Linked DNA regions of Bos taurus: region 1 is linked to region 2. Evidence: chromatin contacts called from public Hi-C data. All regions are on one chromosome and are shown on one strand. Each heading gives the region's core, a stretch centred on a gene start, on an enhancer-like site or on the middle of the called end of the contact. The rest is flanking DNA. Distances are from core to core; before and after follow the strand shown. Region 1 holds the start of ZBTB8OS (zinc finger and BTB domain containing 8 opposite strand). Region 2 holds the start of S100PBP (S100P binding protein).

Evidence for each region. Hi-C and Micro-C count contacts between places; a contact is called where the count stands out from the background.
Region 1: a Hi-C map of skeletal muscle shows a contact between it and region 2, with 2.9 times the contacts expected there. The contact joins the promoter of ZBTB8OS here to the promoter of S100PBP in region 2. A contact is called at or near these places in 2 of 11 Hi-C or Micro-C datasets (skeletal muscle and an unstated tissue).

Annotation. Positions count from the first base shown.
Region 1 is chr2:120,983,420-120,989,876 of ARS-UCD2.0, reverse strand. ZBTB8OS (zinc finger and BTB domain containing 8 opposite strand) reads right to left here and starts at 3,301. Exons shown (of 8, transcript NM_001076288.2): 1 at 2,770-3,301. The coding sequence starts at 2,866. RBBP4 (RB binding protein 4, chromatin remodeling factor) reads left to right here and starts at 3,660. Exons shown (of 12, transcript NM_001077013.2): 1 at 3,660-3,686; 2 at 4,245-4,392. The coding sequence starts at 3,671.
Region 2 is chr2:120,844,374-120,851,501 of ARS-UCD2.0, reverse strand. It overlaps S100PBP (S100P binding protein), which reads left to right and starts at 2,671. Exons shown (of 8, transcript NM_001034687.2): 1 at 2,671-2,707; 2 at 5,147-5,188. YARS1 (tyrosyl-tRNA synthetase 1) reads right to left here and starts at 2,326. Exons shown (of 13, transcript NM_174220.2): 1 at 2,202-2,326. The coding sequence starts at 2,258.

The DNA of each region.
Region 1 (6,457 bases), core at 2,052-4,551, 140 kb before region 2:
CAGGTCAAGAAACAATGATTAGAATCAGACATGGAACAACAGACTGGTTCAAAATTGGGGGAGGAGTACTTCAAGGCTATACGCTGTCACCCTGCTTATTTAACTTATATGCAGAGTACATCATGAGAAATGCCAGTCTGGATGAAGCACAAGCTGGAATCAAGATTGCTGGGAGAAATATCAAAAACCTCAGACAGACACCACCCTATGGCAGAAAGAGAAGAGGAACTAAAGAGCCTCTTGATGAAAGTGAAAGAGTGAAAAAGTTGGCTTAAAACTTAACATTCAAAAAACAAAGATCACAGCACCCTATCCCATCTCTTCCTGGCAACTAGATGGGGAAACAATGGAAACGACAGACTTTATTTTCTTGGGCTCCAAAATTACTGCAGATGGTGACTGCAGCCATGAAATTAAAAGACACTTGCTCCTTGGAAGAAAAGCTATGACCAACCTAGACAGCATATTAAAAAGCAGAGACGTTACTTTGCCAACAAAGGTCCGTCTAGTCAAGGCTATGGTTTTTCTAGTAGTCATGTATGGATGTGAGAGTTGGACTGTGAAGAAAGCTGAGTGCTGAAGAATTGATGCTTTTGAACTGTGGTGTTGGAGAAGACTCTTGAGAGTCCCTTGGACTGCAAGGAGATCCAACCAGTCCATCCTAAAGGAAATCAGTCCTAAATGTTCATTGGAAGGGCTGAGCTGAAGCTGAAACTCGACTACCTGATGTGAAGAATTGAGTCATTTGAAAAGACCCTGATGCTAGGAAAGATTGAAGGCAGGAGGAGAAGGGGACAGAGGATGAGATGGTTGGATGGCATTACCAACTCGATTGACGAGTTTGAGCAAGTTCTGGGAGTTGGTGATGGACAAGGAAACCTGGTGTGCTGCAGTCCATGAGGCCGCAGAGTTGGAACTGAGTGAGTAACTGAATTGACTGAACAGAAAAATGAGCTACGGAGACACACAGGATCTAGAAAGTACAGAGCCTAGTATGCTATGATAAATAGTTGTACTCTACACAGAGGACCTTCCCAGGTGGCTCAGTGATAAGAGAATCTGCCTGCCAAGCAGGAGCCGGTTTTCCCAGACCCGGGCTGGGAAGATCCCCTGGAGAAGGAAATATCAACCCACTCCAGTATTTTTCCTTGGGAAACCCATGGACAAAGAAGCCTGGTGGGCTATAGTCCATGGGGTCACAAAGAGTTAGACAGGACTTAGCAACTAAACAGCAGCATACAGAGAACAATGTGAAATTAAAGAACTTCAGAGGGGAAATAAGAGCCAAATCTGTGCTCTCCAAACCACATCCACCTTTAGGGCTAACAATTTAACATTTATATAGACTAACTTTAGAGTCTGCACTATATTTTTACATTTATTATTATCTCATTTTGCCCTCACAGGAAGGAACAGAATGCAAAAAGAGGTTATGTGATTTGCCTAAAGTCACTAAGCTACAAATGGCAAAACCAGGTCCTTTTACTAACACAGGATACAAGTAAGACATTAGTAGTCCTCTACTTATAACTTTCTGAGTCCTCCACCCTAGCCACATTCTAACTACAGGATTGTTGAAGATAGGTGGGGATGGGGGTGGTTACATGAAACACTTGAAAACACAGCTATCTTCACAATGAACACACCAGTAAAACTCCCTCAAAGGTCTGTGTAGACAAAGCTATAGTTTCTCCAGCAGTCTTTTATGGATGTGGGGCTTCCCTGGTGGCTCAGAACCTGCCTGCAATGTGGGAGACCTGGGTTCGATCTGGGATGGGAAGATCCCCTGGAGGAGGGCATGGCAACCCACTCCAGAACTCTTGCCTGGAGAATCCCCATGGACAGAGGAACGTGGTGTACTACAGTCCATGGGGTTTTAAAGGGTCGACAAGACTGAGCGACTATGGACACACACGGACGGATGTGAGTGCTGGACCATAAAGGCTGAGCGCAGGAGAATTGATGCTTTTGAATTGTGGTGCTGGAGAAGGTCTTGGGAGTCCCTTGGCCTGCAAGGAGATCAAACCAGTCAATTCTAAACGACATTAACCCTGAATATTCATTGGAAGGACTATAGTTGAAGCTGAAGTTCCAATACTTTGGCCACTTGGTGCAAACAGCCAACTCACTGGAAACCACCCTGATGCTTCCTGCTGGTTCAGCTGGTAAAGCTGCATTGAGGGAGACCTGGGTTCCATCCTTGGGTTCTGAAGATTTCCTGGAGAAGTGAAAGGCTACCCACTCCAGTATTCTGGCCAGGAGAACTTCATGGACTGTATAATCCATGGGGTTACAAACAGTCCGACACGACTTAGCGACTTTCACTGATGATGGGAAAATTGAAGGCAAAAGGAAATCGGGGGGTGGGGGCAAAGGATTAGATTGTTCCATAGCATCACCGACTGAATGGACATAAATTTGAACAAATTCCAGGAGATGGGGGGAGGGGGGAAGGGAGCTCTGGACAGCAGCAGTCCTTGAGGTAGCAGAATTTGACAGGACTTAGCAACTAAACAACAAAAATTCCCATAAGATAAATGTGACTAGGCATATACAAGGAGAGTTCAAGATATTATATATGTGGGAGCCCAGGTTTCCCGACTCTCAGACCAGGCGTTTTTATTCTTCAGCGTTTCAGCTTTCCCGGGATTAGTTCAGAAGAGCATTCACACAGGGCGAAACGGGGTAATGCCTGAACCACCCTAAGGCGCAAAGTGGAAGAGGGAGCCAGAGCCCTCCCGCAAGGAGAGAAGTGAGCCACCTACTCACACTCGTACTTCCGACTGACTGGAGGATACTTGGCCTTGATCGCCTTCTGCTCCTCAGTCAAATTGTAATCTCTTACATCTTCCCCTTCCAGCGCCATGATTGCGGGTTTGGACCCAAGCTCAACTTCCGCCCTTCATCAGCCGGACTTCAGCCCGGACTTACAACATCCGCCCAAGACTCCGCCCCTAGACTGACACCCTTAAAGGGCTAGGACGCCGTCCTCGAGGACTTAATCCCCTAAACCTTAATCCCTTACGACTTCCGTTCTAGGTCTCGCCGTTTGGAGTTCTTTAAAAGTCCAAGGACCCATTTTCTGGACGTGCTTCATCAATAGTCCTAAGAAGTAAGGGAACAAATATATTGGAGGATCTAGGAATAGGACAACACTTGAATTAAGATACCTCGAGGTGTGATAAAGGCCTTTCTTGCCAGTTTACCCCTAGCGTGGCCAACTAGACCCGAAAACATCCTAGATTTCTCATTCAAAGCCCTACTTTCAAGGGGTAGCTAGCTGAACGCTCTTCAAGAAAATGGCTGCCCCCCCGGAGCTTGCGGCCTAAACCGCTCACGTGACCTCGGGCGGCTCACTCTCACCAACCCGCGCGCGCGCAAGCGAAGGAAGTCAGCTGGGGTCCGTGTGGGGGCAGGGGCGGAGCGCGCGCCTCGGCCCCGCGGCAAGAGACTCTACGCGTCTGGATAGGTTACGAATGCGACTTCCCCGCCCACTTCGCCGCTCGGCGCACTCCGATTGGCCGGTGTTGGCGCGAAGGTGCGCGAGTCATCCCTCACGCAGGGGCAGCAGGAAACAATAGAGGCCGCGCGCGCAGAGCGAGCGCCCGCAGGCTCCCCGCCCCTCCCGCAACGCTCAACCCCGGGATCCCCGCCGGCTTGCCTACCCGCCATGGCCGACAAGGAAGGTGAGGGTTCCGGGGCGGCCCCAGGAGAGTGGGGGGTGCCGGGGTTGCGTAGCGGCCTCGAAACGGCCTAACAGTGAGGACAGGCCAGACTCAGCTGAGTGTCGTCCCCGCCATCGCAGGCGTGAGGAGAATCGCTCCGCGGGGCGGGTTAACGGCGCTCCAGCTCCTCCAGAGCTGAGGCCCCGGCGCAGCGGCTTGAGGCAGGCATTTGGGTCCCCGGCGGGTGTTTGGTCCTTTTCCGCACGCCCTGTCGGTCTGCTCGCCTCTCTCCGGGTTCTCCCTGCAGTGCTTACTACCCGCAAGGGCCGGTACTCCGGCCTCCAGGCCGGTTCTGTGCTCCTCCCGACGCCGTCGCCCGAGCGGTTAACGGCATTTGGCAGCGATGAGCCCAGCAGTTAAAGCCCCGCGAGGCCGGAGAGCGGCGTTGGTGGCTGTGCCTCGGGGAGATTTAGACAGATCTCCATTTCAGAATCGGGATTTAGGAGTGCCGGTGGCTTTGGAAGTGTTTACTCGGTTTCCATTTGTGGTCGCTAACTTAATTTGTTTTTTATTTTTTAGCAGCCTTTGATGACGCAGTAGAGGAACGTGTGATCAACGAAGAATACAAAATATGGAAAAAGAACACCCCTTTTCTTTACGATTTGGTGATGACCCATGCTCTGGAGTGGCCTAGCCTAACTGCACAGTGGCTTCCAGATGTAACCAGGTGATAAGAATCCGTTGAATGTTATTTTGTTGTGTTCTCAGTGTAGATTTCTCACATTGATTATCCCTGTTTTCCTCTCTCCAGTCACCCGGAGCGGACACGTGATCAGAACCTATTGGGGACATTTTTTTTCTAGGCCAAAAAAGACAAAATGTGAAACTACTTTGCAGTTTACTTGATAAGAGAAAACATGTTGATGTCTTCTTTTTCTGATAACTGAATTGAATAGGCGTATTATAACTGTAGTTGACCAAACAATAATGTAAAATTTGTCAGCTTTCAAAAAGTGATTATGGTAAATGCAGTTCTTTCAACAAAAAAAATTTTGAATCTCACAGTCGTTTATACTATCTGGTTAATGCAGAGATGATTGTGACATGATAACCTGCCACTCAGAACAATCTTTAAAAATTACATGTGTACTGAGTAAGTACGTTTCTTCAAAATTCAGGACTTTTAGAAGTCAGGATATTTGTGAATTGTGGTTATTTGACTATGTTTTTGCTCAAAAACTAACTGACAATTTATGCAAATATTATTAATAACAATATGAGCCTACTATCCTCCGGTTGGCATTTAAAAGGGGGGGATCTGTCCTAAGGATTTTTTTTTTAATTAATTTATTTTTAATTGGAGGATAATTGCTTTACAGTATTATATTAGTTTCTGCCATACATTAGATGAAGTAGCAATAAGTATACTTATGTCCCCTCCCTTTTAAACCTCCCTCCTTGTCCTAAGTATGTTAATTAGGAGTTCCCATATTCAGTTGATTATCAGAATTATTTGAATTCAGGGTAAGAGGAGTTGTTTCTGTTAGTTGTCAGTAGTTCAGACCACTTAGGAACTTGTGGCAGGATACTTAAAAATAGTTTGAGCAGTAATTCTAGATTTACTATAGTCAGGTGGTAAATTGTATTGGACCAAAGGATCCCAAATATTGGCCACCCCGTCCTTACTAAATCATTCTGGAAAAGCTTTCCATGTAATGTGATTAACTAGGTTTGGAAAACACAAGCACTTGCTATGGCTCAGAGGTTAAAGCGTCTGCTTGGAATGCAGGAGACCCGGGTTCGATCCCTGGGTCTGGGAAGATCCCCTGGAGAAAGAAATGGCAACCCTCTCCAGTACTCTTGCCATGGAGAATCTCATGGAGGGAGGAGCCTGGTAGGCTACAGTCCATGGGGTTGCAAAAAGTTGGACACGACTGAGCGACTTCACTTTGACTTAAGACTGAATAACCCAAGGCTGAAATCTGTGTTCTTAGTAGCTTTCTTCTTTACAGATGTAGATGAATAAGCCTTTCTGCAGGATTAGACTTTGGTCCAAATACCCTTCCTTTATTTTGGTATTGTACTTGTATAACAGTGTTATTTATTTTTTTAGGATGGGATTACTTACAACAACTCTCCCTAATGTCTGTTTAATGTGTGTCTGTGTGTTTTGGTGTTTATTTATATTCTGTTTCTTAGAAAGAATGATACGGTTGTAGTTTTATAATACTCTTCTTCACTCCCGCACTTCCTTTAGTTGTTTAACTTTGTAAATACAAGTATCCCCAACTTTATGTTGGCAGCCCTCTTATATTTCCTCTTCTTTTTGCACATAGGATATCTGAAAGTGTGCAGAGGAATTTCTGCTGGTTATCTTTACACCCAGCTTCTGAGCTCTACCTGAATTTCCAGCTGCCTGTTATTATTGGTGTCTTCTCTAGAGTATCTTATTAGCTTTCCCTACATGATGTGGTCCAAACTAAGTGTATTTTTTCTATGGCGATACCAACCCAGCTTTCTTCTATTGTTTCTATTTCTCCTTATCATAGTTGACTTTGGTTTGACATTTCTTAGATCTGTTCCCCCCCTCCCCTCCCCTCAGCCCTTTCTTGACTTGGCAGTCTGTTTATAAGCCCTGATGAATTCTTGTGTAGCATCTTTCCCATCTAGACTGGGGTTCTCAAACTTTTAACAGGCATCATAATCAGCTGAAGGAATCGGAAAACTTTTTTTTTCTTTTTACACTGGCCATGCCCTGAAGCTGCAGAATCTTAGATCACCAACGAGGAATT
Region 2 (7,128 bases), core at 1,422-3,921:
GAGGCTGATCCTGCATCCTTCAAGCCCCTGACTATGCAGACACTTGGAGTTTTTACTACTCAAAAAAGGTCGTATCACTTAATCTTTAAAACCTGAGTAAATCAATGCTACTAGCTTTGTGTGTTGTTTCTCCCTAACCTCTCCTTATGGAGAGAGGCTAGGAAACAAAGAATCTGGCTAAGGTGAAGCATGCAAGAATCTCTGGTTAAGATGAAGTTATGAGAATGGGACTTCTCTGGTTCAGTGGTTAAGACCCCGTGCTTCCACTGCAAGGGACGTGGGTTCAATATCTGGTTGGAAAAAAATCCCACATGCTGTGTGGTGTGGACAAAAAAAAAAGATCAAGTTATGAGTGAAAATAACTCAAAGGTCCATAAACTGACAAACGGAGAAATAAAATGTAGTATATTCATATAAAAGTAGTATTAGTTGCTCAATTGTGTCCAACTCTTTGTGACCCCATGGACTGTAGCTTGCCAGGCACCTCTGTCCATGGAATTCTCCAGGCAAGAATACTGGAGTGGGTTGCCATACCCTTCTCCAGGGGATCTTTCCGATCCAGGAATCCAATATATAATGGGATATTATTCAGCTGTAATAAGGAACAGAGTTCTGGTAAGTGTAACAACATGGATGAAACATGGAAACATTAAGCCTAGTGAAAGAAGCTAGACATAAAAGTCCACATACTGTGATTCCATTTATATGAAATGCCTAGAATAGGCAAATTAGAGACAGAAAGCAGATCAGTGGTTCCATAGGACTGGGGAGAGGCGAAGACTGAACAGTGATTAGTAATAAGTACAGGCTATTTTTGATGAAGAAAATGCTCTGGAATTAAATAATGATGGTAATTGAACACCATGTGACTACATCAAAACTCACTGACCCACACACTTTAAAAGGGTGGATTTTATGGTATGTGAATTGTATCTTATAAAAAGAGAAAAACTGCCTTCAGAATAAACCCCACTGTCAAACATCGCCAACACCACCCTCATGACCTGGTCTTTGCCTGCTCCTCCTAAACAAACTAGAAAAATGTACCATATTGTCAGATTGTAATCAGTTCTATGGAGAAATAACAAAAAAAGGTAGAGTAAATATCTAGACAATAAAGTTGGAGAAGGCAATGGCAACCCACTCCAGTACTCTTGCCTGGAAAATCCCATGGACGGAGGGGCCTGGTAGGCTGCAGTCCATGAGGTCACTAGGAGTCAGACACGACTGAGCAACTTCACTTTCACTTTTCACTTTCATGCACTGGAGAAGGAAATGGCAACCCACTCCAGTGTTCTTGCCTGGAGAATCCCAGGGACAGAGAGCCTGGTGGGCTGCCGTCTATGGGGTCGCACAGAGTCGGATACGACTGAAGCGACTTAGCAGCAGCAGCAGCAAGGGATAAGGCAGTTTTGGTGGCAGGGGTTTGTTATTTAAATAAAGGCCACAGATGATGTGACAACAGAGGCCTGAGAGAGTCAAGAGAATGAGCAATGTAAATATTTTCTAAGTGCTTGATCTGCACTTTGCTTCCTTTACTCCAACTTAGCCTTCTCTCAGAACCACAGAGTTCTTTCTCCCCTCTGGCTCTTGACCTGGGTTCCCTCTATTCTACCTGATGCGTTTTTAACCCCCATTATCCTGGTTAACTTTTACTACTGCAGTTTCTGGAACCAGCAAAACATAGGTAAAGTGAAGAGGTGATCCGTATCCCTCAGGGCAGTTTAGAGGTTATTTCTCAGCCTTCCCTGAACACTCTCCGCAGCCTTCCTCCTAACTTCCTTTTAATAAAGATCTCCGCGTAAAGCACCTTTCAGCACTAGTTTCGACTTAATTAAATGTCTGGATCCTGGGTCCTTGCAAACGTCTGATTTCCTCCAGACATGCTCTGGGAGGGTAGGGTCCTGACGTACCCCCCAGCACCTTAGCACCGCGCCTGGCACATAATAGGGTGGGTGGCGTGGATTCAAAGCCTGGCTCAACACAAGTAATGGCACTCAGGAGGTGTGACTACTGTGATTTCTGTAGTGATGGATTGACTGACCGACCGGCAGCAGGGACTGCAATCTCTCTCCGAGCTGCCTCGGCGCGGAATCCCGGGTCCCCACCTCTTACTTAGGACCCCGTAAGAGGTGCTAAGGATCACTTGGACCTCCGGCCCCCAGTCCCCCAACCGCGCACTTTCAACCCCGAAGCCCGACCTGCAGGTTCCGGGTGATAAGGCTTAGCTTCTCTTCAGGGCTCAGAGAGTCCCCCATGGCTCTGTCGCTGCAGTCTCCAGCGGTTAGCCCGGCACCCAGGCCCCTTTCTCGGTCGCAGCCGCCGCCGCTGCCGCGTGCCGGAAACTGTCACGCGGGTCCAGGTTAGGTTGCATCAGCTCAACTCGTCGCTCGGCTTGATCCGCCTGCACCCTTCTCCTCCTACCAGTAGCCAGTAACAGCCAAGTGTCGAGCGGGTCGATGAAACGAAAAGGGATGGAGCCCGTAGGCGGGGGTAGGCGGTGTGGAGGGCGGGGTTTCGGCGCCTGCGCCGGGCGCAACCCTCTGAGAGGCGGGGCGGTTTCCTGCCAATCATTGCCTGTTTGCCCTCCCCCTGGCGCTGGCCCGGCACCCTCGGGGTGGGGGAGGTCGGGGAGGGGGCGATAAGATGGCGCAGGGGGCGGAGTGATGCGCAGTCGTTCGCCTAGGCTTTGGCCCGGCTTCCGGAGGTGAACAGCTGAGGGAGGAGCGGTGGTCGGCGAGCCTCGGCTGGGAGGGGGAGGGGGGCGCCTGTTGCATCTCCAGAGGGCCGCGCATGCCGTCCGCCCCGTTGAGGGGTTGAGGCCTTCACCCTGCTGGGAGAAGGGCTCGTTTTCGTTTCTGAGGTGATGGCGGCGGGAGGGGGGAGTGTCTGTGCCCCCCCCCATTCACGTCGGCGGACGGTAGATGCCCCTCACCCTGCCCAGGCAAAGGGTGCCGTCTGGTTACCCGAGAGGGGCGAACGACGTCCGTTTTCTGTGCCCGGTGGGGGTGGGGAGGTGGCGGTGGGGGTTGCCTCTGTCCCCTGCCCCGAGGCGGGGAGGGTGTTGCTAGGCAAAAAATTGCTGTCTTTCCGGCCGCGCCTTGCGGGCGGGTAGGCAGCGGAGAGAGGGTGGCCCGCCCCAGGGGAGAGTGGAGGTGTGGGACGGGCAGCCATCCGCAGGATGAGGGTGTACCGCGCCGCTCTGCTGAGGGGCTGCTTTGGCTCCTGCTGGGGGAATGGGAAGCAAGCCCCGAGCTGCTCCCGCCTTCCGTGGAGAGGCGGGAATTCTTGGTCTTTGGGGGAGGAGGGGAGTGCGAAGGCCCTGCCCGCAGGGCAGTGCAGTACGGCGCCTATAGAGCTTCTTAGGAAGAGCTGGGGGCGGCCAAGCCGTATCCTGCGTTGGGCGAACTGCGATCAAGCACTCGAGGATCGGAGGTGCCACCAGTTCCTTCCAGGGCAGGAGAGCGGGCACTTGGCACCGCCTGGTGGGCTCGGGAGAGGAAGTAATTGAATTGCCCATCTGCTGCCCCAACCTAATTTCCAGTTTGATGGGTTTGTTAGAGGCTTCAAGCTTTAGCAATCCTGTCTAAATCATTTAAAAAACATTTTCTTTTTAAAAAGAAACCTGTTGCTCCGGCTGAGTAGTATTTGGTTTCTGTGGGAGGAAAGTCCTGGCACCCTTATCTAAGTGAGCCGTTACCTAAAGCAGAGATTTGCAGCCCGAGTTGTTTTTCTTTCCTGCAGTGTCTGCAGAATTCTTACAGATAATTGCAGTTCAGTTTAATTTCGCTTAAACTTTATGCCCGTTTCATGGAGTGATAAAGGCTACCGAGTGTCTTTAATGCTGTATGTCTCACACGTATTGCACATAGGAAAGGTTGGAAATCAAAGCTCAAAGATCAATGGGTCTTTTGGAAATAATCCTTGCCCTTGGCCAAACCTGTCAGATCCAGCTTGGTAATGGTTTTAGAGCCTTGAAAGGGGTATGAGGTTGTGTTTGGTGTTGCAGTTTTAGTGGCCTGAATAATATAAGGCTTTGTGTTTTAAGGCAATAGGTTTTCTTAGGTACGATAAAAATAGAAAGGGAGCTAGTTTCTGAGGTTGCAACCAGGTTAGAGAACAGAGCGAGGGGGTGGTAAACTGAAGTGTGAAGAAGGGGGTGGACAGATGAGAGAGACATGGAAGGACAGAATAGGGTCACAGAGAATTAAGAGAGAAACGGGAGATGGGAAATATATTTTTCCTTTAAAAATACGATTTTCATATTTTATTAAAATTTTTTTTTTTTGGTGGTGGCATGTGGGATCTTAGTTTCCTAACCAGGGTTTGAACCCCGAGCCCCCTGCTTTGGGAGCATGGAGTCTTAACCACTGGATTGCTAAGGAAGTCCCAGGATCTTCGTATTTAAGATTACTACAAAGCAAGTGCCAGGAAAGGCAGGTGATGGTAGAATGGCAGACAGGCAAATACTAAGGCCGTCTTTGTGGAACTTCACTTTATTATCTTTTACATTGTGCCTGTAGTATGCTAAGTGCTTTTGTATTCATAATCTCATTTATAATTCTTACAACAACCTTATGAGGTAGGTACTATGATGGTCCCTATTTTACTTGAGAGGACATTTGAAACTTCAAAATGTAATCATTGTTTCCCCACTGGCTTCTTAATTTTAAAATGGTTTTATTAGTAAATATTTCAAGCATATAAAAGTTACAGTTACACCATATAACATAATAATGAGTACTATTAAACCCCCACTCAGCTTTATTGTTTTAGGTCTTTTCCTGTTAGTGATTTTTAAAGAAATAAAACATTACAAAAAGAATTGAAGCTACTCACGCCCCCTTACCATTCCTCTTCCCTCCTCACCACCAGAAGTAATCACTATCTTGAAATGGCATGTTTTTATAATTTTATAATATATCCATGTTTGTATCCATACACAGTTTACGTTATTGTTTCTTTAGCAAATTGCTAGAAAAAAAAGATGGGAATCTGTAGATTAAAATACAAGATTTATCAGCTGACTTTAATGTATGGACCTTACTTGGATACTGTTTTTGTTTTTTTTTTTAATTTGACATTTTAAAAATAGCTGGAAATATGAACTGGATATTTTATGATAAGGAATTTTTGTTATTTACAGATGAAATGATGTGATGCCTGGGATTTGCTTCAAAATAATCTGGTAAAGGGGAAAGTGGATGGGGCAAGATTAGCAACGGGTTGATAGTTGTTGGGGCTGGGCGATGGGTATGTGGGTATTCATTATTACGTTGTTTTTGCATATGTTTTCAATTATTATAAAAAAATTTTAATGAGGTAATAAAATTGTGAAGAGAATGATTTGTGCAAGTTAAATATATGTTTATGATATTGTTTTGCATGCTAAGAGCATACAAATTTATTTATTTATTTATTTTTTTAAGAGCATACAAATTTAGAGCAAAGTTAGACCTATTGGAGCATTCTGTGAGGAAAGCTCAGAAGAGCTGGCTCTGTGCCTCTGGATGTCATGTGGCAAAGGAATTGAGGCTTTCGGTGGCTATGGAGACTGTTGGTCCTGTGTGTGCACAGTAAAGTTAGCAAGCAATGATTTTTTTTCCCATTGAGGTTTGACCACATTCACAGGTCATTCCTACATTCTTCCATTCCACTTGGGAAATCAAGCAGAGCCTGTGCGTAATACAGTGGCTTAAATCATTTTTGCCAAGGGACTACAAGCCCTCTGATGTCTGCATCCTTCATAGTATATTAGAGTTACTGAATGTAGAAGATTGCCATTTGCTGACTGACTCCAGGCAAGTCTATCACAAGGATGGTAGAAAAAGCAAGAAAAAACATTGCCTTTGAAGTTAGACTTGGGTTTGGATCCTTGTTCTAGCATATTAGTTCTGTGTACTCGGTACCTTAAATGCCTCTGAACTTTAGTTTCCCAAGAGTGAAAATGTATCGAATTCTTCATTTGGTTAAGCAAGTGCTTGGACTAGACCCTTTGTTTTTTGGTTTTTTTGGCTGCATTGCACAATGTGTGGGATCCCATGCTCCCTCCAGTGGAAGCCGTCTGCAGTGGAAGCCCCCTGCAGTGGAAGCGCAGAATCCTTACCTGACTGGACTGCCTGGGAACTCCCAGAACTAGACTTTTGGAAGGAGTAGGACGGTGGTAGTGACTTCTCAGAAAATGGCTACTTAACCCCAGTGTCTGTCATACTTGTGCTTGATAAGCACAAACTTTATTAAGTAAAGGAAACATTTTTCAAAAGTAAACCTTTTTTCTATTGCTGCCTGAAGAAATAACTTTACTCTATAACCCAGTCACTGGGCAGAAAAATTACTTTTTTCTTCATAGAGACACCTGCTTCAGTGCCTAGAGTGTGTGTTCAGTCACTCAACTGTGTCCAGCTGTTTGTGGCCCCATGGTCTATAGCCCGCCAGGCTCCTTTCTTCATAAGATTTCCCAGTCAAGAATACTGGAGTGGGTTCCCATTTCCTACTCCAGGGGATTTTCCTGACTCAGGGATCCAACCAGCATCTCTCTCTCGCATCTCCTGCATAGGCAGGCAGATTCTTTACCCCTAGGGCCACCTGGGAAGGCTGGTGCCTAGAACTCTTCCACGATTGCTAAAAAATTGGTAAAATAAGATAAAAAGTCATAGCAATTCTTAAGTTTAACTATAACAGTTTAGTTTCTTTGATAAGACCTGTGTTACAGAGTTAACATGAGTTAGAGTTGTAAAATGTGTCTCTCGGTGCGTAGTTTATAGTATGGGTGCTTAATAGTTTTTCCCTTTTTGTCCCATTTATCTAATTTCTAAGATGAGCAAGGCTTTTTTTTTTTTAAATTTTCCCCTATTTTATTGAGATATAATTCCCATATAACAATGTATTAGTTTGGGGCTTCCCTGGTGGATCAGTCAGTAAAGAATCTGCCTGTAATGCAGGAGACCCAGGTTCGATCCCTGGTTTGGAAAGATCCCCTGGAGAAGGAAATGGAAACCCACTCCAGTATTCTTGCCTGGAGAATCCCATGGACAGAGGAGCCTGGTGGGCTACAATCCATGGAGTTGCAAAGAGTCGTTGCAAAGAGTTGGACACGACTGACTAACATTGTATTGGTTTAAGGTTTAC